Regions from separate parts of the Zea mays genome. Here region 2 is linked to region 1. A link is a contact called in public Hi-C data. All regions are on one chromosome and are shown on one strand. The core of a region is the stretch at or near the end of the contact, and the rest is flanking DNA. Distances in the headings are between cores, read along the strand shown.

Evidence for each region. Hi-C and Micro-C count contacts between places; a contact is called where the count stands out from the background.
Region 2: a contact with region 1 is called in a Hi-C map of tassel, with 1.7 times the contacts expected there. The contact joins the promoter of LOC100283457 here to the promoter of LOC103628908 in region 1. A contact is called at or near these places in 2 of 25 Hi-C or Micro-C datasets (ear and tassel).

What each region holds. Positions count from the first base shown.
Region 1 is chr5:223,469,742-223,475,952 of Zm-B73-REFERENCE-NAM-5.0, reverse strand. LOC103628908 (KIN14B-interacting protein At4g14310) reads right to left here and starts at 2,453. Exons shown (of 3, transcript XM_020538737.3): 1 at 294-2,453; 2 at 1-193. The coding sequence starts at 2,219. It overlaps LOC103627882 (ankyrin repeat domain-containing protein 13C-B), which reads right to left. Exons shown (of 2, transcript NM_001329408.1): 2 at 5,495-5,964. The coding sequence ends at 5,569.
Region 2 is chr5:223,748,859-223,755,069 of Zm-B73-REFERENCE-NAM-5.0, reverse strand. LOC100283457 reads left to right here and starts at 4,011. Exons shown (of 3, transcript NM_001156358.2): 1 at 4,011-4,232; 2 at 4,333-4,430; 3 at 4,526-5,477. The coding sequence starts at 4,224. The coding sequence ends at 5,213.

The DNA.
Region 1 (6,211 bases), core at 1,204-3,703:
CCTCGACATGAAATGATTTTACTTCTCTGGTATAGTAATCCCAGCTGCAAAACCCAGGATCCAGTGCATTGCCAGCTGACGCAGCAACAACATATCTACCAGAACATCCATCAACGCCTGGGGCACGAATCAACCAGCAATCGCCCCACATGTTATTTGATACCATGCTGGGAGGCTTGTACTCAGATTTGAACTGCATAAGTTCAGTTGAAAGCAGTGATCACTCAAGGTATCTGATTAAATGTCAATTAAAAACAAAACAGAGCAAATGTAGCAAGCAAACAACCAGATACCTCGTGGTTTGCAATGTCATAATAGGAGCATGTGCCATCTCCATGAGCAAGAAGAACAGCTTCTCCCTCTGAAACAAACCATCCACCGGTTGAAGACTTGTTTCCTATACCTGATAATTGACTATTGCATGACTCATCAGTTTCTTCCTGTAACATCATGGAGGACTTGTTTTCCCGATCATCAAATTCTTCTAGCTCCTCCGTAGCAAGCAATTCAGTTTCCTCCTTATGATTGGGAACAACTGGATTCTTTGAGCTACCTTGACTTGATGTCTTGCTGGTAGCATCTGCTACTTCACATGTCTTATTCTTTTCCAATTTATTAGCTTTTCGCTCCTTGAAGAAATCATTTTCTTCACCATCTAAAGAAGCCAGAAACTCCATGGCTATACTGTTTTCATCATCGTCAGGGTTAGATGCTGCAGATCTTGTTTTTCCATTACAATCTTTCCTCATACCAACAGATGACTCCTGTTGAGTAGAAGTTGAAGATATGTGGCCCCTCAATAATTTGTGGTGTGGAAGGAACCTTGCCTCCAGCTCATCAGCATTCAAGCCTTTTCCAGCTTGCTTCAGGTCACCTGGCTTTGCAATGGTACATTTTTCAGCTGTTTCAGGGTGAGAGTTCTCACATTCACTGTTCTCTGCAGTACCCAGCTGTATCTTATTATCATCTTTGACATGAGAAATTGCCTTCTCAATGGCAGTGATTTCCTTCTGGATATTTGACAAGATCTGCTTTGGCTCGTCCGGGTTGTTCTCATCAAGCATTTCTTTGGTTTTCTTGATATCGGTAGCAATCTTCTGAACCCTCCCTTCCAACACAGCTAGTTTCTCATGAAGTTTGCTTGGGTACCTGTTCACAGCAGACACAGGTTTTGCTGACGCTCCCTCCCCACCTGCAGCCACTTTCTCAAAAACTCTTATCCTGTCTGACAATTTTCCCTTTTCTTCCGGCTTCCTACCCTCTTCATTATTCTTTTGCTGTTTCCTTATTGGATCAGGGGCATCCATTGAATCCACCACATGAACAGTGAAAACAGGGATGACAGAAGTGTTGCCTATCTCATCATCCTTCTGGGTGGCACAACATTCCACGGATTTGGAAGAAACTTCTCCTGGATCAGCCTTTTGGGTATGCATCTCCTTCACCAATTTATTGAGCCCCTCTTTCCTCATATTGATTTCTTCACCTGCCTTTGCCTTCGAATCAGAGCCCACTCTTCGCCCACCAACATCTTCGCTTTGCTTCTTCATATTACTCACGAATGCGTCAGTTTTCCCCTTGATCTCATCACATTGCTTGGACACATTCACACCAAAGCCCTGTCTTTTCCCACCGATCTGCTTGGGCTTTGCATCAAAGCTCTCCCTTTTCCTGCCAATCTCATCAGTCTGCTTCCCCTTGGCATCAAGATCATCTCTTCTCCTGCTGATCTCATCCAACCCCTTGGCCTTCGCATCAAGCCTCTCCCTTCTGCTAGTGCCATCACCACCAGCGCCAGCACTCCCTCTCCTAGCCTCGGAGGCCCTGGATCCAACAACACTAACCGACCTCCTCCCTTTCTCTACAGAAGAAGCCCTGATCCCACCATTGACGCTCCGCCGCAAGCCTGCCTCCACCACGTTATCCTTACCGACGGAAGGCCTCCCGGGCAGCACGGGAGCCCTGAGGGTGGAGACGAGCTTCGAGGACTCCACCGAGCTTTGGATCCTGCTGGCCCGCGGAAGCGACGATGTGGACCACCGCACGGCGGAGGTGGGCTTGGACGGCTTGGACGCGGTGTTCTCCTTCCCGGCGGCGGCGACGGCGGTCGTCCGCCGGGCTGATGACGAGACAGAGAAGGGCTTCGGGGTGAGCGGGCGGGTTGCCGCGGCCGTGGCCCTGCCGCCACCGCCGCCGGTATCCTTGAGGCGGGAGGACATAGCGGGAGTCGATGCAGAGCTAGGGTTTGGGGATCCGGTGGAGATGGTACAAGAGGAAAGGACGCTTTGATTTGGACTTGTGAATGGTTGAATGATTTGGAGGAAAGGGTGTTTCAAATTTCGAAATCGTTAGGGCGGGAGGCTTTGAGGTGGACCCGTGGTGCTTGGTCCACCTGCAGTTCTCGGGTAGGCCCGCATGGGAGTGGCAGCTATATCACCTTATTTTTGTCAGAATCAAAGGCAGAAGAAAATATGGGACAAAATCGTATTTGCAATACTAAATTGCAATGTTTATATAATGGAGTTTGAAACCAAATACGTGGATAGATAAGTTGCTGGTGGGCGTAGGGGCTTGTTTACATCCTGAGAGAACTATACAACCACCCACCCACTAACATTTAAAAGTTGAATCAAATAGCCTCTGCTAACTTAGCACAAAGTGGACCTAAATGGATCCTAATAGATAGATAAATCGGTGTTTAAACCTTTTAAAAAAGCTAGGTTGAAGACAATATTGAAGAAGACAAGTTGGAAGAATCAAATCCATCATTTCCCGTAGGACTGGGCATTTTTAACCCGAAAACCGAATCTGAACCGAACCCGAACCCTAATAGACCGAATAGGTCGGTTTTCGGGTTCGGATTTCGGTTCATAGATCTGTTCTGTTCGGGTATCGGTTGCGGGTTCGGTTTACAGCCAGTCAAACCCGATTAGACTCAAAGAACCGATCTAGTAAGTAGTAAGTACTAAGTAACGGGCTAAGTGGCTAACGGCCGGACGGCCCAACTCAGCCACTCAGGCAGCCAGCAGGCACTTCGCACCGCACGGCGCATGCACCCGCAAGGCCCAACCGCAAGTCTGCAACCCTAGTCCCTAGCCGCACGGCGCACGCTAGTCCGCCGCCGGCCCACCGCGCCGTCGATCCACCGTCGCTCTGCCACGCAGTCGATCCATCGTCGCTCCGCCGCCTCTGAGACGCGCTGCAGCGCCAGGCGCCCAGGCGCCAGCCATCCACTCCATACTGGACCGGTCCACCGGCGTTGATCCACTCCATACCGACCACCGCACCTCGGCGTTCTGCACTTCTGATCCAACTCCGACTTCGGCGACTCGACGCACTTCTGCTCCAACTCCGACTTCGGCGACTCAACGTCCTGCTCCTCGGTGGTGCCCACGACTCGCTGCCATTGTCTGACATCTGTGTTCTGTTCGGGTTCGTGAAGAACCGAATAGACCGAACCGATTTTTATGGTCTATTCGGGTTCGGTTCCTATAAATAAAATTAAGATTTCGGTTCTTGATATCTAAAACCCGAATTTTTTGAAAACCGAATAGACCGAACCGAATAGACCTAAAAAACCGAATGCCCCGTGGGTCAAGCATCCATACATGTTTATGTTTGAGATCCTGTATCTGGTCGGCTCGGCCCATCCAACAGGATCAAGTCTGGGCCGGTCTGCTCTTGCGGCTGCAACTCATCGTGTTTGCGTCCATATACGAAATGAGCCCGGTCAAGACGAGATGTTGTTTGCCACCTCTCATCCACCGGCCGCTGCGCGAGATTTGCCTGCCTTGCGCCGCGAGCAGTCGAGCCTGAAAAAACAAACCCTAGCGTCGTTTCCAGGGAGTCAGGCGGATCCATGGCTTTTGCACACGCACGATCGTGCTTTTAAGCGGGCCAAGCACGCAAACACGCCCAGTTGCACCCCGAGAGCATAGCCGGGCTGCTGGGCCACTGTCGCAAACACGGCCTTAGTGATAAAAATTGTGATCACGTCATGCTTTAATTGCAAATACAAAAGACAGATATATGGAAATGGACAAGTTGCGGTCATAAAATATATAAACCGAGACGCGAGGGCAAACGTGTCACCATCATCAATCAATCAATTAGCGGTTGATCAAACACCATCAACATTTGACAGTTGACTACCTAAGTATGTGTTTAAATGCACTAGAGATAATAGTTAGTGGCTAAAATTAGTTAGAGACATCTAAACACCCTAACTAAAACTACTAATTTAAGTATTAACTATTTTTAGGAGGTGTTTGAATGAACTAGAGCTAATATTTAATGATTAAAATTATTTGAGACATCCAAACACTTTAGCTAACTATTAGCTATTTTTGGTAAATTAGTTAATAGTTGGGTAATTATTTGTTAGCTATCTAATTTTACTAACAATTTTTAGCCAATTAACTATTAGTTTTATTGCATTCAAACGTCCCCTTAGTAAATTAGTTAATAGATAACTAGCTATTTGTTAGTTAGCTAATTTCAATAGTATTTTTTTAACCAACTAACTATTATCTCTAGTGCATTCAAACATCTCTAAGAGCATCTCCAAGAGACTAGCTAAATAACTCGCCAAGCCAAATTTTGGCTACTAAATAGCAAAATAACTCTCAAATAGATTAACTATCTGACTCGCCAAGCTATCTGACTCTTCAAATTGACTCTCTTACTAACAAAATTTAGCTAGCCATCTGACTAGCCAAACTAGATAGATAGTCTGTTGGAATGAGATGCTATATATATAATATAATCTTTATGAAAAATTAAATAGATAGTTAAATATAGAGCTAAAAATGAAAAATCTGTTGGAGATGCTCTAAACCATGATATTTTCACATCGCGATGTACGGCCGTAACTACCCACGTAGAGTTTTCATGTACTGGAGTAGTTGCTTAGCCGTAACTACCAACCCACATAGAGGCTAGCCATACAGTTCGGTATAGTAGATTCCCTGCAAACAAAACCGTAGAAACAGCTGTTCGCTTCGGATTCGGATTAAAGCGAGTAGTTCGAACTACTGCGCTGTGATCGACAAAAATATTATATAAACAATAGAAGACATTTTAGATTAAAGCCTTAGCTCGAAAGCGTGGGAAAACATCAAATTACACTGTCGTTACACATGCATCAGCAGAAACTCAGCAGAAAAAGGAATGTGAACAAACAAGCATGTGCATTGAGCTTCCTCTTTGCGAGAAAATCGCTGCATATTGGTAATCTTCCATACAACAGGGGGGAGAGGAACACTACAGTCCCCTCAACACATCTTTTTCAACAACAACAGGGCCGTATCATCATCTGTCAAGCATACATCCAGCAAGATGAAAATCGGAGGTGGGGACAAAAATAGCGCTGACTGAATTACAGATTAGTGGGGTATAAGCCATCTGTACGTTCTCAATGAGATTCGACTCCCATCCATTGCCACACCAACACCACAGGGGGTGCTCCAAGGCACAACTTTCAACCTGCCTCGGCGTGAAGCTGCCATCAACAACTAACATCTTAAGAATGAATGCAGAGGCAACTTACAACGCCGGTGAGAGCATGGTTTACTCCTCGAAGCCATCCATCATTGGGCGGTGGGCTCCTTCCGCAGTGTTCTTTGAGGACTGTTTTCGGGCTGGGCCCCGCCTGCTCTTGGCTTTCTTTGCCTTCATCCTCCGCTTCTTCTCGGTGGCATCAACCCAGGTGTAGTCCGACGGTATGTGGAACGGATCCACCTCATCTTTCCAGCTCCGGCTATCACCGCTGTCGCTGGACTGCGTGCCTCGGCCACCCTTTACCCATGAATACCATGAGCCTGATCCTTCTGATTCTTTGGTTTTCGCGTCTTGAAACTGTGTCGGGCTGGAAGGTGGGGTGGCAAACTCATCTAGAGGCTGTAGTTCTTCAAACTTTGTGAATGTGACGATGACTCGTATCGTTGGAACAATAGGGATGGCAATCTGAAATAAGATGCTACAGAAAGTCAGAGATCATTAAGCAAAAATAGGTGTTAATGTATCTGGTGCTTTTATCATCCACGACAATTTTCTCTTGAGATGATCCGGATAAAACACTCAAAGTGCCTTCAAGAAAAAATATCAACTTGCTAAATACGTGCAAGAACAGCTTTCCATGACAGCATCATGCATCTTGCCAGTGAAAAGCAAGAGATTTTGACAAATATACGCGGAGGAAATGGGTGCTCCT
Region 2 (6,211 bases), core at 2,762-5,261, 280 kb before region 1:
TCCATATGCATAATAATTCGGTTGCGCTCCTCCATAATATAAAGACGTATATGAAGCAAAATGATACCATGAAGGATAACCGAACATACCTTGGGACGACATATATGACACAACTCAAAAATATGGACGATGCAATGACCAATACCTTTGATGATCTGTGGCAAACTTGTCACCCAAATGTCTTGTACTTGCTTTCTTCCTTTTGTTTGCCTTTACTCCACTTCTTCCAAAAGCATCATTCTTATATGGATCTTGAGAACTCCCATTATGAGCCCATGTCATGCCTCTCTTCTTCAGCTCTTGTGCACCGAGTTTTTCTAGCCTCTTATTGTGCCAATTTGATAATCATTGTGGGCTTCTCGGTTGTGAATTAGTGTTGAACGACGATATGTCTTCCTTAGCCTTAGGCATATTAGGCTTTTTAAATTTAGATTTACTACCAGGACTATCAGTTCTATCGTTTGGGCACTACTAGCCGAAGTATCCAATACTTCACCTGGCTCTATAACGCATGAATTCAGATCTAATTTTTTTTATTTTCCTAATAGCCCTCTTCACTACATAAACTTGCTTGACTAGTCTATTCTTATTTTGAGCTCTAGACCGATTCTTAGAAATAAAACAATCTTTGTCATATGATCGTTTCTCAAAATCAGAATTGAAATGAGCTGAATATTCTATGTTACGTGGTCTAAAATATGAATAAGAATAAGCATTGGAATCAATACCAGTCGCAGGATGGATAAGGACGAAAGCACAAAGGAGCTGAACTGTATTGCATTGGTATTGGTGTCCCAAAAGGAGGATATGTTGCTGATGCATGAAACTCATCTCCTCGCCAATCCTGATATCAAGATTTATGCTTCAGAGGTGATTTTGATGTCTTCAAAGGTGCTCTAGATGACTTAGCATTGTCAGTTTAATCAACATCCTTTGCCTTGATTTGCTTGTGATATTTAGCCATAAGTTGCTCAAAAGTAAACTTCGGCCTTTTACCCTTTTGTTTATCATGACCTTCACTTCCAAAACTTTTAACTAGTTTACCATGTCCCCCGACGCCTCCGATCTTATTAGCCTTTCTTCCATCCAAAGCCTTCCGAGTAACCACTCCACGTGATAGATTTGGCGCGCGAGGGTCACCAATGATAATATTTTTTCCTTTGGCTCTATCAGCCGAACATGGTCGAACCAAGACTTTCTTATCTACCAGTCTTAATGTGTCGACATGGACATATTGCCTATCAATCTTCATTTTTTTGAAATCTCAATCGACCTTCATCTACAGCCGATTGTATTTGTCGATGGAAGATATTACAATCATTGATGTTATGAAGAAAGGAACCATGCCATTTATAATATACACACGTTTTCAATTCCTCTATCGGAGGATTTGTGTGCAACAATTTAATGTTGCCATTCTTAAGTATCTCATCAAATATTTTATCACACTTAGCAACATTAAATGTGAACTTAACTTTTCCTTTTTGTCCCAAATGCAGGGGAGAGCGAGCAGCAGATTTGGCCTTAGTAGGCCAAACAAGCTCAACGACCTATATTTTTTTGGCTTTGCAGGGGATGAAAGACATTCGGCCTCATGCGCGAGTGATGGCATGTTGCGACTATGGTGTGCTGCAGGTGGGGTGGAGCATGAAGATTGTGTATAACACGCAGTACCCTGGTCTGCGTATGCACACCCGGACAGTCCGATCTTGGTGATCGGACGGTCCGTAGAGGGACCGGACAGTCTGGTATTGTATCTGAAGTCCGGATTGTCTGGTCGTGCAGGGATTTGCCTGCGAGACTTGTGGTAGGTTCGGTGCGACTCCGGACTGTCCGACGTAAGGTGTCGGACGATTAGTTGGAGGCGGTCGTGCAGGGATTTGCCTGCGAGACTTGTGGCAGGCTCAGTGCGACTCTGGACTGTCCGGTATAAGATGTCGGACGGTCCGTGATCGTGCGCGAATTGTCCGACCATGCCCAGAGCCGATCTACCAAGCAATGAGGATGGTGACAGTATTTTCCTCGGATATGAGTTTATCGGCATTACCATAATATGACTAGGACTGAGAAACCCCATTTGTTGTCGATGTTTTTGACACATTTATTTTAGTGCCCAATTTATGTGACAAAAAACAGGTGTATGAGAAGCCCCACTTTGATATCAAAGTTCTCGGGTATCGTGGTGCTTGTGGATACGTGACATGTGTGGCATAGCTCTGCTCCACTTCAGAACAACTCTACTAAAACTTTAGGTGGAGAAGCTCTGCTTCGGAATTTTGTATAACTCTGCTCCACTTCAAAGCAACTCTATGCTAAAAGGGTGTTTAGGACAGCTCTACTCCACTATTTTATCTATGCTCCACCAACTCTGTTGTGGAGTAGCTCCAACATAGAGTTCATTAAATTTTCTACTTGTTTGACTTATAGGGTAACTTTAACTTTAAAAGTATTAAAAACAAGCATCTCTCCGTCTCGAACAACCACCTCTTCCACTCCGTGTTGTCCCTATCGACCCAAGGGGTAAGGGCCTCTTCTTCTTGCTCTGCGGCTCTGCCACCTCTCGCTTGAGTCCATGGACGACCTTGATGACTCCCCTGACTTGGACGCCTCCACGACGTACAACCTTGATCTCACCTTCGCCAACCCGGAGACTACGCCAGTGTGGCATTTGTCGCAACCTGTTCGACGAGTACCTCTGCGTGCTTGTGTTGGTCTTGCGCAGGGAAACAGTCAAAAGAAATTTAAACAAAACAAACTAATATGTTGTGTAATGAGTATTGAGTAGTATTATGTTGGGTTTTTTACATCAACTCCACAAGAACAGTGGAAATATGAACTCATGAAGCATATGTTTTGCTACTTCACTAAATTGGTGGAGTTGAGGTAAACTCTACGTTTTGCATGGAGCGGAGCTGGTTGGAGTTAGATGGAACAGGCGAACAGCTCTGCACCGGAGTCTATCCAGTGGTAATGTGGATAAATATTTCAAACTCCATGTTTAAGTTATTTTTAGGAGTAAAATAATTTTCCGGTCTTTAAACTTGTCGCCATGTGTTACTCCAGTCCACAAACTTTTAAAGTGTGTCAGCTTAGTCCTTAATCGATGTTCGGGTCAGATCCAAACGAGTCGTAATTGACATATGGACCCACATGTCAGTTTGTGTATCTCTTTTCTCTCTTTTTTCTGCATATCTGGTGAGAGAACCAGGAAAAGAGAATACACAGGCTGACATGTGGGGTCTATATATCAACCAAGACACATTTAGATCTAACTGATACGTGAACAACGATTAAGGACCGGGTTAACACATTTTAAAAGTTTATGGAATAGGGTGACATAGGGCAACAAGTTTAATGACCAAAAATATATTTTACTCTTTTTTAATATCAGAGGAGTAAAAATTATATTACAGCTTCCAAAATTATATAAAGTTTACCACCAGAGTTAGAGTGTTTGGAGTTTTGTTCTCGAAACCAAACACCAGGACTGGTTCGGAGGAAACACGAGCACAAGTCCAAGTCCAGCCGTGCGCACGGCTGGGACTGGGAGGCCTCTCCGTTCCAGAAGATCCCCGCTCTCTCGCCACACACGCTTGGAATCCAATCCAACGCGAAAGCAACCGAGAAATTTGCTGTTTTGCCACTCTCAAATTTGGCTGCTTGTTATTATGTCATCCCGTGTCTATGACTGGTGGGACCATCTGTGTCTATGATTTGTGGGTCCGATGGCATAATGGCGAAGCCCACAAATGATAATGGCAAAATTGCCAATGGCTCCAAGCAACCTGCCCCGCCCCTGCCCGTCGCTATTCTGGCCACCCGATTCCTATCAGACGGCCACCAGCAACCCGCAGGGCGCAGGCCCTCCCAAACTCCTCGGCCTCGCGAGCTTCCTGGAAAGTGGATACCCAAACAGCGAAAGCGAAACGGACCCCCTTTCCTCCCTCCCCTTCCCTTCCCGTCCCCTACCCGCGCGTTCTAATTTGGACCAGACGGCTCCAGAAGCTTCCGCCATTGACCTAACCTAACAACCGTGTCGCTTTATTTATCGAACCAAGCCCAACCCCCTCGTCTGTCGTCTCGCCTCGTCTCCGCCCAGATCCACGCGTTTCGGAGTTCTAGCTGCGTTTATTGACCGCCCATTCTCTCCAAGGCATTTTTCCCCTCGTCCTCCCTGCGATTTCGCGACCTCCATCCAATCCCTCTGCACGGAGAATCGGCTAATGGCGGAGGTAAGCCCCCACCCCCACACAAGCTTTCAATTGCTCGACGATCCATGGAAGGATATAGAGATCTGACGCTGCGTTCGTTAATGGCGGGGCGGCACGGCAGGAGGGGTACAAGGTGACGCTGAACGTGTACGACCTCAGCAACGGCCTCGCGCGGCAGCTGTCCACCTCCTTCCTCGGCAAGCCCATTGAGGCCATCTGGTGAGTGATCCTGAGCCTGAGACCCTCCCCTCCTCCCGGATCTGAACCACCTCGCGCCAGCCATCGCCTAACCAAAACCAAATCGGACCTGGCAGGCACACGGGAGTGGTGGTGTACGGGAACGAGTACTACTTCGGCGGCGGGATCCAGTCGTCCCCCGCGGGGACGACGCCGTACGGGCGGCCGCTGCGGGTGGTGGAGCTGGGCGTCACGCACATCCCGCGGGAGGTGTTCGAGGACTACCTCCGCGACATCGCGCCCCGGTACACGGCCGAGACCTACCGCCTGCTCACCCACAACTGCAACAACTTCAGCCACGAGGTGGCGCAGTTCCTCGTCGGCACTGGCGCCGGCGTGCCCGACTACATCCTCAACCTCCCCGCCGAGGTCATGTCCAGCCCCATGGGCCCGCTCATCATGCCCATGATCCAGAACCTCGAGTCCACGCTCAGGAGCAACGTCGCTCCGCAGACCACGCAGTTCGTGCCCACGCCCGCCTCCGTCTCCGCGCCTACCGAGGCTCCCGCTTCCGAGCGAAAAGCGCCGGCGCCGGCGGAGAAGGCTTCGAAGGAAGCTCCTACTCCTGCGCCTGCGAAGAAGGAAGCCCCTACTCCTGCGGCTGACCCGCTCGGGAGCGCCAGGGGGAAGGTGCAGGAGGAGGTGATGAAGGAGTTCGCGGCCATCATGGCCAGCGGTACGCTACGGGCCAGCGAGGCGGCGGCGCTGGCCATGCGCCGGGTCATGGAGCGCCACGGCGACGGCGCCACGATGCAGCAGGGCTAGACGAATCAGGCTGTGAACGCGTTCCGGTTCCATGGGAATTGGAATTTGTCATCTGCATGCTGATGCCGCCGCCGTATGGAAAAAATTGGAGAAGTTATTCCTGATATGTTCGTGCGATTATTTGGGTTGGCATTAATTGCGGCCGCCGGACTTGTTGCCCACCGTATTACTCTATGGGCGGTTAATTTGGTGAGATATGCTAATTTACGTTCGCTACTTCGCTACTACATGTTTTAATCCGTCAGCTATGCATTGTTCCTGCTGCCAATCGCTTGTTTGATTGTTGCTACTCCCGCGAGCTAGAATCTAGGACGCTTTACCGTGCATACATGCGCCAGTTTGGTTCGCTCGGATGACTTTAATCCGAAACTAATAACCCAAATTAAACTCGTTTTCGTGCAGCGCTGCAACATCTATTAACACCAATGATCACCAAACCATTTTGTGTCAAACACTAATGATCACCAAACCATTTTGTGTCAAAAAAACGCTACCCACCAACACTTTAAACCTGCAAAACCGACAGGTTTATCCAAACCAAATCTGAACAAATTCAAAATGGGTTTTTGTTGTTGAACCGTCCATATAAACCGTTTATTGTTTTTACATAAAAAATCATAAGGTCATTTGTAATTTTCTCAATTCATGTTCCATAGTAAATACTAATTGATCTACATAACTTGTTCATCAAGATGATATACAACATATATATACAACCATAAACTTTAATTCTCATGAAACAAACAACCATTGAACTTTGTAATACTCAAATACAAGGTCATTTATTTTCTCTTCATCCTACCATTTGGAAAGTAGTAGAAAATGGAATGCATTTTGATAGTAATGATAATGCCATATTTATTAATGAGCAAATCCATAAAAATGCCAATGCTACCATTGTCCTTTTAGCATCTCTATGCAGGAATTAATACAATAAGGTTAATGATTTAGATAATGCCAAGCAAATATGGGACACCTTTAAAATCTCTCATAAGGGT